2 separate regions of the Oryzias latipes genome follow, and region 2 is linked to region 1. A link is a contact called in public Hi-C data. All regions are on one chromosome and are shown on one strand. Each heading gives the region's core, a stretch centred on a gene start, on an enhancer-like site or on the middle of the called end of the contact. The rest is flanking DNA. Distances are from core to core; before and after follow the strand shown. Region 1 holds the start of crim1 (cysteine-rich motor neuron 1 protein). Region 2 holds the start of dnajc17 (dnaJ homolog subfamily C member 17).

Region 1 (6,763 bases), core at 1,799-4,298:
CCCATCCAGCATAAACATGACCTCTTTATCCACTCAGCTACTGTTGAGATCCTACCTGAGTGAAAGCCAGCGAGCCCAAAGTCCCCATCAGATGAACAAACAATAACCGGATGAATCAAAGTGAGTGGGAAGAAAAAACACTTTGTGGTTGTTGTTTTCAGATACAGACGAGAAGACAATAATACGACACATGTGTAGAGCTTCTTAATCCAAAACAGACGTTTTACCAAGAGAACAGCTCGTGATGAAAAGATTTGCTGAAGCAAATCAATTTGACTGGAAGAAAAAGGAAAAAAAGGCTTCCAGTAAATGTTCAGAGCAGATTTTGCTGACAGTCCCTGCACTACGGTAAACTGGTAAACTAGAAGCGGTGAAGAGAACATTACCTTCAACCTGAGCCAGTTGGCGCTTTTAATAGCTCTCCCAGACGGCCAGTGAAGTGGCAAAAGCACAAACAGCCTCTTCAGAAAACCCAACCGAAACTTTGTGATTTGAAAGGATCCTCACATCCAAATGTTTTCCCATCCTGTGGCTTTCCTGTGTCTGCCAAGATCTCTTCACCTGAGATGGTGGCAGCATAAAGGTCACTCATTGTGGCATGGAAATGTATGCAACTGTCAACAATTATGCGGAAACTGAAAGTTGACTTGTAAATAAACCGGTCTGTTACAGCTTATCTTGATTATCTGTATGGAATAACCATATCCAAAAAAGTTTCATGGCAGGAAGAGGCCACTCTGTGAGCCACTCAAGACTCCAAGCATCCATAGTCAGGATGGGACAGCTGACCTCTAGAGCCCCTGAGACTGATAGTGGGCTTAAAATTAAGGCTATGAATAATTAGATAGTAGCAGAGAAAAGGAGCTGTAGAAGACATATGAACGAGTGCGGTTGATGTGGACATCACACTGTGTTAGGTGTGCAGAGAAACTTGGCTTGAGTCAGAGAAGCTGTTGGAGCTCAAAACAGACCATTTTGGAGGTAGATTTTGGTTAGATAAAGGGGGTTGTGCACACATGATGTTATAGCATCATATCGTCCTTGTTTTTGTCTGATTTAGGTAGTTCAATGTCAGAAAAAAAACATATCTCAGTACTTTATTCATGATTTTGGTGGGCTGACACTATTTCTTGAAACTATAGTAAACTATTTTCGGCTGTAGTACTTTCAAGAATAGACATATCTTGGCAGCAAATATGGTAAACAAACATAATCATAACCTCCAGAAATAACAAGATAATAAAAAATACGAGTAAATTTCAGTTTTCAGATAAAGACTTTTTCGTCAGAACAATTTATCAAAGCAAGCAATGTGGTCAGGTTCCCAGAAGACTAAAAAATAACCTAGAGTCTACAGGTGCCCCATCCATAAAATCTTCATGTCACCAAAGCTCTGCAGTTTCTGCACTAGTAGAGTTTTACCCCCCAGTCAATCACAATGCAAGCAGAAAGCAGAGGATGGAAAAACGGAAACATTTACCTCCAACTCTTGATTGCAGGCCTAATCACTTTAAGACCTTTTGCAACCTGAGGTGGGAAATCTGGGATCAGCCTCCAGTTTACGCACACGGGACTCGTTGATCCCCCCCACCAGACCCTCTGAGATAATGAGGCTGTGTGCATTTGTGTGATTTAAAGGGTCAACAGTGAGACCAGCACTATTACCCAGACGGGCAAATCATGCAGTCTCCCGCAAATTCTGACACTTTTACCTTGTAAAGCTGTCCTCCAGATGCAAGTGCCTGTGAGGTATAACTAGGACTGGCATGTTTTGGGAACATCGGGGGTACCCCGATAGGCCTTGTAAACCCCAAACTTGGACCACACCAATGGAGCATGGGGAGTTCAAGAGGTCCAGACACTCACTGAGAGCTGCTCACTTTTGACTAGAGCTGTGTCAGTCATTTTCAATCATCTAGAAAGAAGGCAGACAGAGGGCAGGTGGCTTGCTTAGAAGGGGCCCAAGTAAAGCCTGGTTTGACCAATTTTATTCAAATGGAAACCCAACTCAACCCTTTGAAGATGAGAGAACTGTTCAAGTTGTGGTTAAGCTCAGTTTGAAACAGAAAACAGCCGGGTTATGGTGATGAAAAGGGTTTCTCCCTATATTCACTGAAGCCTTTTTGCTCCACCTTATCTCAACTACATTGTTTTAAAGCAAAAAGAACAAGACCTGCCATTGGGAGAGCTAAGACCTTATGCCAAAATCACTGCTTCCAGATATACCGTTGTACTTCTGAGTGAATGAGGCTTTGAGGAGAAGAAAGCTAACATGACTCCACTGCTGCTGGCAGTCAAGAGTCCTCAGACCTGGAGCTCCGGGGGAGCAGAGACGAGGTGAACACCAAGCACAACCCCCTGCTGCTGCGTTCTAAGATTGTCCAGAAGGCTGCCAAACTGGAGACTACACAGACGTGGTGCATAAAAAAATGAAAAACTTCTGCTCACCTTTACAAACTCCAGTCTCAGGTATGGTGGCGGCTCGCGTGCCGTTAAGAGAGGCGCAGGTCAGACCCAGAGCGCAGTAACCGAGCGTCCAGTCCGGACCGCCGCACGGCTCCCACTCCAGCCGCGCGCACTGATCACAGCATCCGCATGGATCCTTAGCCACGCTCCGGCCACCCTCGCAGCCATGCGGGGGTTTAATGGGACAGGTCCGGAGGTTACAGAGCGTGCACTCGTGAGCCGAGAGCGCCCGCACAAGAAAGAGCGCATTCAACAACACAGTTGAGAATTTGTTAAACATTTTCCAATGTTTTCCAGAGAAACAATTAAAATAGAGAAAAAAAAACAACACTCCGATTCCGCACGAGTAACGAGTCTTTAAGCTTCCAACTCTTCAGTAAAGTTTATGTCAAGTCTTTACCCCCACAGGGGGTGTGCTTTTTGTCTCCCAGCAGCTTACTCAAGCGCGTGGATGTGTCCCGAGTGTGCCCCGAAACGCGCGTCCTGTGCGCCTCCTGCGCTCACGTTCATGTGGAAATCCAACGCCGAGGCTGCGGAAGTCAGCTGCTGCTACTGTCAGCCACAAGCAAAAACGCACTCTGAGCCTTCAACTGACATCCAGGCATACTCAAATTAGCGGAGTACCCCTCCCCCTGACTGACAGCGCCACCGACCAGTCACAGCCAAAGAAAGGAGGGAGGATTTGGGCAGATTTACACGCACAACTTTCCCCCCTTGTGAGAAATGATGTAACTTTGGCTGTCAGATTTGTAAGTCTTCTATTATGCTTTGTGTGTAAGGATTGCTGATGTTATTTCTTCATTTTAATTCCCTCATTTTAAAAGTTTTGTGCCCCCTCCATCCCTGGTTCCTTTGCTCTACCCTTCTGTTTCTGGATGAGTGTGCTTACATGTGTCTGGGGTGTCCTCCTGTTTATCCAGATGGCTGTGAGTACGTAAAGGTCGTGTCTTGTTTGTTGAAGCGGTGCTTACACTGACAAATGGGCGGCCTAAATGTGTGTGGGCACAGCTGGAAGCTGATTGTCACAGTTACTGCCTCTGGCAACCCCAACATACCTGAACCCCCCTTCCGAACCTCTTACTTGCACCCAGGAGCATATAGGTGTCAGGTCTTTGGTCAGCAGGTCAACCCAGCTGACCAGAGCTTTAAGCTAGGGATGCAGAGCAAGCGGCTTGGGGGCAGTGGACAAAAGCTGATTTGTGTTGCAAGCACTAATTATGCATGCGAAGAAGCTGGTTTCCTGGATGTTGTGTTTGTTTTGGAGCGAGCCGCTCCAGGCAGATGTTGCAAATGAAGGAAGTGTTGTTGCAGGCCGACTAAGAATGGAAAACGATCCCAAGCGGCGTCTGGTATGGAGAGGTTTCCATAGACAGCAGTAAAAGGGATGAGATTTGCTGGTTTCTGCTTTTGGAGAACATCAGGAGATCAGCCAATGTGGGCACCAGTTTTTTTTATTTGACCACTTGAACTAATTTTTGATTTAAAGAAACGTAGTTGTGTCACATTTTTAATCCACAACTTACATAAGTTAGATTGATAATGAAAAATTCTGATTAGGGAAAATTTCTGGACCAAACTCAGTTTTTGTTCTCTATCTTTGCTCCTCATTTGTTTTCAAACAACTGAAGGGAAAAGCTTCATGGTCCAAGCAAGTGTGGTATGTGTATGCTAGTTTAGAGTCACAGGTCTATGAGAAAGTTCCATTCATCAGCTTTCCTTTCTCTTGCCATGGAGAGATCATGTGATGATTGACTCGTTGCACATTGAGGTGAGGTAATGGCTTCTGTGCACGTGATGAGAGCTGAGGGTGTGGGATCTGTCCAGCAGATTACATGACCTCTCTCTTGGCTCCAACCTCCCGCCGCCTCTCACCAGTTATAAGTTGCAGACACATCCGGCTGCTGGTGAGGATGTGTTTCCGAAAGCTGAAGGTGATACCGGACTGAACGTAGAGTGTGACATGAAGTGTCGAATGCACGCCAAGAGAGTGGGCGTGCAGCACACCTGATTCAAAAGTGCGCCAGGGCTTTTTCCTTCAGTCCACCTCTCTTGTTGAGCTTATCTCTGCAGGAGCACATGGTGATACGCCGAACTTTGCTTTTCTGAATCAGAGCAGTGGGTGGGGCTAAGGGGGTCAGCAGTGAAGGACATAGAAGGAATGCAAAGTGACAGTTTAAAAGAATTTCAAAGCTATCTGACAGCCACAAAACAAGAATTATGGAGCACAGGCAAAGCAAGACATACACAAATGAACGGCCTGTTTCAAACTCAAAGCAGATGAGATCATCTGTTTTTTATAAGTGCGGTGAAAAGAGGAGAAAAGAAAATTGACAGTGAACTATTTCCAAACAAAAACCTTTCAAAAATGAGCTCCTAATGAGAAGATTTCATGTAGTTGTGTGATTTAAACTTCTGAGTTAGAAATACATAATCCACAAAGAGGGTAACATGTGTATTACTGCAAATAAGGGGAATCAGAACTCCTAATTTGCTTGAACCATTTCCCAAAAAACCTTTCAGATCTGATTTAAGAGAAAACATTTTTACTGTCAATTTTACTTTTGCAATTCTTTTCTCATTTTAAGGGTCTGGTTGTGTTTTTTTAAATTACACTTTTTTGGGAGACCATATTAATTTCCTTTCTCTGGTCACCTGTGGTCATATTGTATGTCCTGCAATGTTCACAGCAACAGTGTGACATCCCTGAGGTGCTCAACCCTCCCGTCTTAAACACTGGTTTTTGAACTCAGAAGGCCCCCCGTGAGGTCACACAGGGTAGAGGGTTCGACATGCACCTTTAGCTTTGTAGTCTTTGAAAGGCGCCCTATTGTGTGAAGTGGACATAAATTACGCGAGTGGCACATCATCTCTCGTTTCCCCACAGAAAATGAAGCATGTCAACATCAGGCGATCCTGCAGGTTTCTGTGTCAAAGCTTTGTAATTTACTATGAAACGTGTGATTTGCCAGATGTGTTTTAGGGGGGATGCGTCCCTGTTGCACCATGGTGGAGGTTCGCTTTGTCATCTTTGTGTGGAAAAGGCTCAGTTTGACGGAATTACCATGAAATCAGGCAGAGACATTTATCTCAACCATTAAAAAAACTATTTAAAATTTTCCTTGTTGAAGTTTTATAGTCTTTGTCAAGGGTTCAATGATTTATTATGAGAAGATCTCTTGTCAATTGCCAGTCCCTCCAAAATTATAAATAGTTAACAACTTAGAAGGTCGACTCCACCTTTGGGGGGACGGTAGTGGCTCAGGAAGATGAGCAGGTCGTCCAATGATCGGTTCAATCTCCGCTCCCCCCAGTTAACTGTTGTTGTGTCCTTGGGCAAGACACTTCACCCACCTTGCCTCCAGTGTGGCTCTATTGGTGTGTGAATGCGAATAAAATGGTGATGGTCAGAGGGACTGCAGGTGCGAACTGGCAGCCACGCCTCTACCATCACCAAGTATGAATGAGGAGTGAATGAATAATGGACACATTGTAAGTGCTTTGAGTGTCTGGAAAAGCGCTGATATATCGAATCCATCATTTTTATTATTTATCGCTTAAAGAGCTATTTGGTCCATTTTTTTTACTGACCAAAACCCAGCAAGAGCTGCAAAGTCTCTGTTTAGAACACACTGTATTTATGCTTTTGTGGCCATTAAGCCATTTCTTTTTAAAATATTTACAATAATTGAATTAATTTTGAAGACATAGTAATTTTAAATTGCTTTTTAACAGCAGTATACAAGTTCCCTTCAAAATAAAATACACACTGTGTTGTAGAGGATTGTCCTGCTGCAGCAGATTTAAGTCAATGAAAAATGTATAGTGAGTGATCATGACTTTGGTGCACCGTCGTCTTTTTTCTTCTTTTACTATGAAGTACAAGCATGGCAACATTGGTATAGAATCCTTTAAAAAACAATCTAGGTTAAATGTGGCTTAAAACGGCTTATTCTAATAATAAAACACTTTTACCACAATTCTTTTTTATAAAGGAGGAGCCGCAGGTTGCAGACCCCAGGTCTAGTCTATGGATTAAACTGCTGACTGAAGCCAACTACACATCTTCCACTTCATGATGTGTTTTGTATGCAAAATGAAAATAACTGGATTCATTTCTTTGCAATTCTTAACTATAAATTCAATACATGAAAACAGGTGAAATAACACTAACATTGTAAAACTAATCTTTCAAAAGAAAAGTTACAAAACAGAAAACACGGAAATGAAACATTTTCAATCTACAGGTCAACAGGTAACAAACGTTTGGTCTTCCTGCATGTAGAGAAGTGCTAACTGA
Region 2 (6,784 bases), core at 577-3,076, 190 kb after region 1:
TTCCATGTCTATGAAACTATGAAGCCTTCCAATGATCTGTCAGCGTGTCATTCAGACATGTGAGAGCTTTTTCCACAGTTTTGTTGAGTCAATCCTTGTTCTGTAATGGTATTCTTTACAAACTAATTAACCTTAATCACAGTTATAAAGACTTAAGAATCAAATCCCTGCAAAGATGTGGCCAACAGTTGAGCTCAAAATGCTCTGTCTGGAGGTAAACCATGCAGGCATGTTGCTGCTGCAAACTGCAAAGCCTTAGGTAATTTGGTTGAATAAAATTTGAGTAGCTGAATAACCGCGAGAACATTGTGTGGTCCTGGCTGCTGACATTGTTTCACCAAAGCAATCTGTGGTAGGTTCAACTCCGGTGGCTAGACCCGAGCAAAAGCCTGCTTTAGCAGCACCATAAAGCAAACCCCGGTCATCTACAGTCATTAAATCATAAGCTCTGACATGCATGTTTCTCCGACACGTCTCAACGAGCCACACGCAAGGGATGGTCAACAGTGGTGATAACAGGAAGACAAGGTTAGAGAACCACAAGGGAATATGGGAAAGTCATAGAAAGTTCCTCACAAGCTCAGCCTGCATAAACACCTTTGAGATCGGCCTCTTCCATGCGAGCTGCAATAAACAACGTGTACAAAAGTGGGGAGAGGGCAGTGGGCCAAACAAATGCCATGATATGCGTATGCCCACATTTGACTGATTTTGGAGCTCCAATCTGCACAGAAGTCCACTATCTCTCCCAATCATCAGCCGACCTCACAGAGAACCAGCACTCTCCGTTTTGGAGCCTCAATTCTGCACAAACCACAACCCTTAACTTCCCTCCACATTAATCCTCTGGGGAGTTGAGCACTTTGAAATCCAGTTACGAAAATTAACTTCTTCCCTCATTTTGGCAGCTAATGCGTATTCCCCTTAGACAAGAGGATTGTAAAGGCAGCGGTGGTCATAGGAAAAAGACTATGGTGAACCACTTCTGACTAAGAGAGGAACTAGTAGATGAAAGGGGATTGGGTTTTACAAAAAATATATATGTTTAACATTTAAAAAAATTATATTTATGCAAAAATGGATGATGGAAATGTTTTTCATGAATAATTATGTTGCACATGTATGTACAAAAGTTTCTCGATAGGTTTCACACGTGATGGTTCTTGAGATCATAATTACCATGCTCTTACAGAAAAACATTAGAGTAAATTGGTGTAACACCACCACCTAGTGGTGTCTACTGTTAACTGCAGTCACTGTGAGTTAGCAGTTAGCCGGTCTTGCACCAGGTTGTCTGCTTTTAAATGGGGGTTTTTATCAAGATAGTATTGAGCAATATATAACATTGTTTTAGTTTGACATCGTTAAACCTTAACTAATTCAAAAGTTTTCACCTCGAGCTTTATTTCACACACAAACACTGCGTTAAAATCATTTTTTTAGCATGCATCTACAGCACAGTTACCTTCCTCATCAAAACCGTTTTTTTCTTTAACTTAGTAATCTTTTGTGCTTAAATCAACTACTCGGTTAAAACCGGCCACTATTTTTTTTTCATTAAAGAATCCAACTTCTTATTTATTAAACAAATACTTAGCGTACCTCTTTGGTTGTGGCAGAACTCTTAATACCGAGTAAGCCATACAGATCCATCTGTAGGATATCCTTGGCCTTTCCAGACATCTTTTCCAAATGACAAGTGAAAAGACAAAAAATATATACAATAATATTTAAAGTTAAAAATAATTGTAAGGGTTTGTCTAATTTATTTAGGCTATTTGTTGTGGTAGTTGTTTCATGATACCGGAATGACTCGGGTCGCATGAATATGACGTTAATAACGACCCGGATGTTCTTTGTGCCCTACGAAATGTAGTCCATATATTAATTCATAAGGTACTTTTAAACACTTTTACTCCACATTTATAAAAAAAAAACACATGCATACATACTGTACACCTACGGATTTTAATTAGTTTTTAATTTATTGGAACATATAATGCTCATTTTGCATATTTATTCTTATCAAATGAAAAATACATATGTATATCAAATCAAATAAAACTTTATTTGTATGGCACTTTTACAACTCAGGTCACTCAAAACGCGTCACAGAAAAACATAATCAAATTTAAAAACAAAAGAACAGGACAAACAAATGTTTTGTTTAAAACGCACACAATGCCGAGCCCCCCGCCACCCAAACCACCCACCCACAAATACACACGTAGACAGACACACTGCATGATAAAAAGAGTAATAAAATGAAGCCATGTAGAAGCCTGGGTTTTGTATTGAAGTGTGGAAACGATGTTTTTAGGGAAATGTCCACATTCACAGAATAGCCACAGGACCCCCCAGATCAAAGCAAAAGAGCCAGACCTAAGGGTAACTTTTTGTCAGTTGTTTATTTTTTACTATTTTTATATGTGGTTTCTTATTTTGATTGTTTAATCTAATTCTATTTGCTGACAGTCATATTTATCCATAACAATCCAGTTTTCAAATCGTGCATTAGTTATAATCTTATCATCAGCAGGTGAATTATCTTCATCTTTCATTTTGCACAATAATTAAAATTAATTAATAAAATGTGCTTGAAACAGGCGAGAAATCGTGTAGATGGTAAAACATGACTAAAAAGCAAAAAATAAACATTTTATTTCAGGGCTTTTGGTGTGTTTGTTGTTGGTTCATGGGAGGGGTAAGCAAGGCACTTCTCCTGAGTGGGTAAACAACTTTCTGAACAGGTTAGTGTGTTTTATGTACCGGTAGTCAATTTTCTAAAACTCTATATAGAAAATGTAAAAATTGGAAGCTTAAAGTTTAAACTTGTAATTGTGGGATTTTCTGGGCATGTTGGAAGACACTAGGAAGGTCCTGAACCTACAACAGACCATTTTGCTACTATGTGCACATGCAGTCTGAAAAAGACTGCCACATATTTTCTAATCTTTCTTTTGTTTGTTTTGGGGTCATTTTGATCACATCATCTTAGCTTCAGAGATAACAAACGCCCAACATGTGAGTAAGATCATGCAACAACAATGGGACCCTTTTGTTATGAGGCAAGGGTTGTAACAAAATAAAGATTCTACAGACTACACTTGCTAAAATGTCCTGTCTAAGAAACATTTGTTATTATTTTTTTAAAGATTTCAAACTTGTACCGATTAAAATAATACGTCTGTCGGGGTATAATTTTCCTTATACTTTCTGAGAAAAGAGGTTGGTTGGTTTTAGTTTTATTTGTAGGAAGATTGCAATTCAATTACAGTTCTGGCCATCCTGTCTGAGTCAGTTTGTCAAAATAAATTCTTCAGAAAGACTCCAGTTAAAGGGAATAGAAATTATGCATGGACAAAATAATAGGATTTTTCTAGAAAAAAAAATTAATCATGCTCTTACTTAAAAAAAACATGACAGATGACAGAAAAACATATAAACATCTGAGGTAGAGTAAAACAAACATTTTTGTTCATGATTAAAATGCTTTCTATCATATTTCCATGAAACGATGACTCTGTTTTTACTTTAGAATGTCTGTTTATTTTATGATTATTTTCACTTACTTAATCAACTGCTGCAGCCCTTCCTGCAAGCCTTGGGGTTTCTCAAATTTCAGCACCAGGAAAAGGCCATAATGTGTGAAAACAGAGGAACTATAAACCACAAACTGAAACTTCCATTGTCGTTTTTTTTTCTTTTGGAATTCAAAAGGAAACACATTTCTCTAAAAAGAAAGCAACGTTGCATGTCATGAAGGTTGCATCAATCCTGGATTATGATGGAAAAAAATGTTCTAATAACAGAGGATATGGAATTAACCCTGGTGGTTAAATTCCACATGCTGTCCATACATATAATAGGAACCATCCCAATGATGTTGACTTTAATTAAAGATCACTTTCTGTTTGTTTAACTGCAGCCAGTGTGTTGCCTGACCCTCCCAAACTAGCTCAACAAGTGCTCCATCTCCAATGCTCAAAAGCTTTTGTTCAGAGATGGCAGTCTCATTTATTATGCCTCTGCAATCGGATAACACAGAGATGCGTTTTGCTTTCTTTCTGTTTTTAGTCTGCGTTTGCATTCTCTGCTGTCTCCCCGACAGAAGCGCCATTGTCTTCATGTTGAATAATGCATCCTTAAGAGATCATGCTGTGACTCGACCGTTTGAAGCAGCACAGCAATCTGCTGTTTTTCTTTGTGGCAGGGAAAGTTTAGCAAGTTATACAGCCCCAAGTCACAAACACTATGACAATTAGTGCAATGCGGCAGCACAAACAAAAGCCAGAGGCATTGTTTTCCTTGCAGATACCATCCCTTTTTATCTTATTTTTGTTCTAATTTCTTCATATTATGGACCAATTTGAGATAGTAGGATCATTTTTTTCTCAATTCTTTTTCATTTTCCACGCTGGCATCATTACCTATTTTACTATACAGTAGTACATCAGTGTTTTATTTTATTTTTTTTCTTTTCAGATTCCTGACAGAATTTGCAAACCATACTGTTTTTCTTCAGTTGCTACTTTCTGTTTCAGATCAGCTGATGGGATGGGGAGTGTGGGAAGAGGGCCCAACCGCTGGCTGCTCTCAGCATCACCAGAAGCTGCAAGTTACACAACAAAACAAGCAGCAGGATCGGAATTGGATGCTTTTGTACTTTCAGAATAAAACGCCTCTATGTGTTTGTTGTTTTCCTGTAACGCAGTCGGTGTCCAGACTTTTTTGCAAAGAGGGCCAATGTGTGAGCGCCAACCAATGAATTATATGAACCCTTATAATAACATGAAGTGCAAAGGACTAATGATTTTTTTTAATTGGATACTTTTATTTCCACATACAAAACAGAAATACATCTATATACATTTTTTCCAAAATTTATGTTATTTTGTGTTTGAAAACTAAAAATAACACAAATAGTTATCTTATTAAGAAATACAAACCACTGTAGTTTTGATTAGAGAAAGAAAAAAAACTGTTCATTTAGTTTACAAAATGACATTTTAGAAATAAGCTAGAACGTGTCACAGAAGGGTCCGGCGACAGTGTTGCCTCCATTGTCTGTATAAGAGAGTTCTCTCCCATAGACAATGGTAGCCACAGATTTACAACAACTTCTAGTTTAACCAATAACAATCAAGAAATGGTGCACAGTTTTTAAAAGTGCTGGGGGCTGCATGTTGATTTTTATGAAAGGAAGCTGTGGGCTGGTAGAAATATGAATGAAAGCCATGTTGCCTACGGGTCGGAATATGGACATGCTTGTTGAAACATATTATGCATGAGCCCTGTGGGAGCAGCTTCAGCTTGGATGGATTTTTTACGTTTTAGAGAACACACCCTCTTTTTTTCGTTCTTGACCTTTTACTTTGTTTAGTTTATTGAGACCAAATATTTCACAACATTTCCAATGAATGCTATGGGGGGGGGGGGGGGTAGTGCGTTTCCTGCTTATTTTGTCTTTCATTTGTGTATGAAGAATGCATTGTTTTTTTTCCATGTCAAAAAAGCAAGATGATTTTTGTTGTTGTTGTTAAGCTAGTTTTATTTTGAAAGTACTGACCGGATGTTCCACTTCGGCAGCGCTCGTCTTTTCTCGGACGGGCTTCTTAAGTGAGTGAGAGCTCGGGGGCAGTGGCGCTCTCAAAGGGGCACCATCAACACACTGTCCAGCCCGCCACGTAGAGCTGAAACCATCGGTCAAATTTGAAAGGAAAGAGAGAAAAAACGTTTCATTGGGAGGAAATGTCTCGACAGCGAAGTGCTCCCCCCACGTGAATTCCCGAAGTGGGTTTTGAAGTGATTATTCTTAGGACTCGAGGTAAGAGACATCCTTCGATTTTTTTTACTGGTTATCTCCACAGCAGAGGCAGCCACAACTGTTGTCATTATTATTGTGCGCTTATTTTAATGCCACATTAGGGCGACACACGTTCCGTTATCTCTGGGTATTTCAGAAAAACCGCAAAGTGGCAAAGGTGCTCCCTAAAATGCCGCAATTTGGCGGCTCTAATGACGCGCTGTTGGCTGCGTGGATGGCTGCGTGGCAGCATTTTTATTTTTTATCTCCAACTGTTTTTTTTCCTCCCATCAAGGGTTTCATGCGCGTTCAAAATCCACCTAATCTGTCGCTGGAATCATGTTTGTTGCCAGATAATTTGTCAGTTTTCAGGGGTTTTTGTTCTCCTCCTCTCCTCAACAGTTGGACATCCGCAGACTTTCTGGAATGGATGAAATGGATTGCATAAGATTTGAACTCTTGGCGTGCGCTGGAGGAGTGAACAGGCATGTCAGTCACTCCCTTCAGCCGCAGAACAGGGGGGAGGAGAGGCAAGGAGGTGATCTGCAGATGTTATCTGTGGCATAATAACTTAAAAGAAGGGTTTGACGTTGTTTCACGTACGTCAAGCCAGGTCCCCAAATTGAAGCTAAGCATGCCACAACAGACCCCCCCCCCCCTCCCTCTGTTCTGATCATATAGATTAGTGTCAATGATCAAAAAAAAAATCACGAAAATTTCACAAATTTGCAAACTGCTCCAGGTTTATTTGATCATCTCCCCTCACAAATCTAATAGGTTATCTGCTCTATTGGTTTTGCAGCCATGTGCAGGACATCATCTCAGATCAGCATATGTCTCAGAGGAAACAAGTCCGTGGAGATGCTGCTGCACATTTGGATGTGTTGATGCTGTACAGTAGCAGTGGGCTGCTGAGTGGGTGGTGTAACCTGAGGACAGATGAGTAGGCTTGTGAATCAGCAGCCTGCAGTACATGGG

What was found. A called contact is a pair of places that touch in the nucleus more often than the background predicts.
Region 2: a Hi-C map of embryo shows a contact between it and region 1, with 2.3 times the contacts expected there. The contact joins the promoter of dnajc17 here to the promoter of crim1 in region 1. A contact is called at or near these places in 2 of 5 Hi-C or Micro-C datasets (embryo and fibroblasts).

The regions. Positions count from the first base shown.
Region 1 is chr22:14,429,981-14,436,743 of ASM223467v1, forward strand. It overlaps crim1 (cysteine-rich motor neuron 1 protein), which reads right to left and starts at 3,049. Exons shown (of 15, transcript XM_023951833.1): 1 at 2,449-3,049. The coding sequence starts at 2,746.
Region 2 is chr22:14,623,789-14,630,572 of ASM223467v1, forward strand. It overlaps dnajc17 (dnaJ homolog subfamily C member 17), which reads right to left and starts at 1,827. Exons shown (of 11, transcript XM_004082352.4): 1 at 1,603-1,827. The coding sequence starts at 1,824. inf2 (inverted formin-2) reads left to right here and starts at 5,624. Exons shown (of 22, transcript XM_011490454.3): 1 at 5,624-5,827.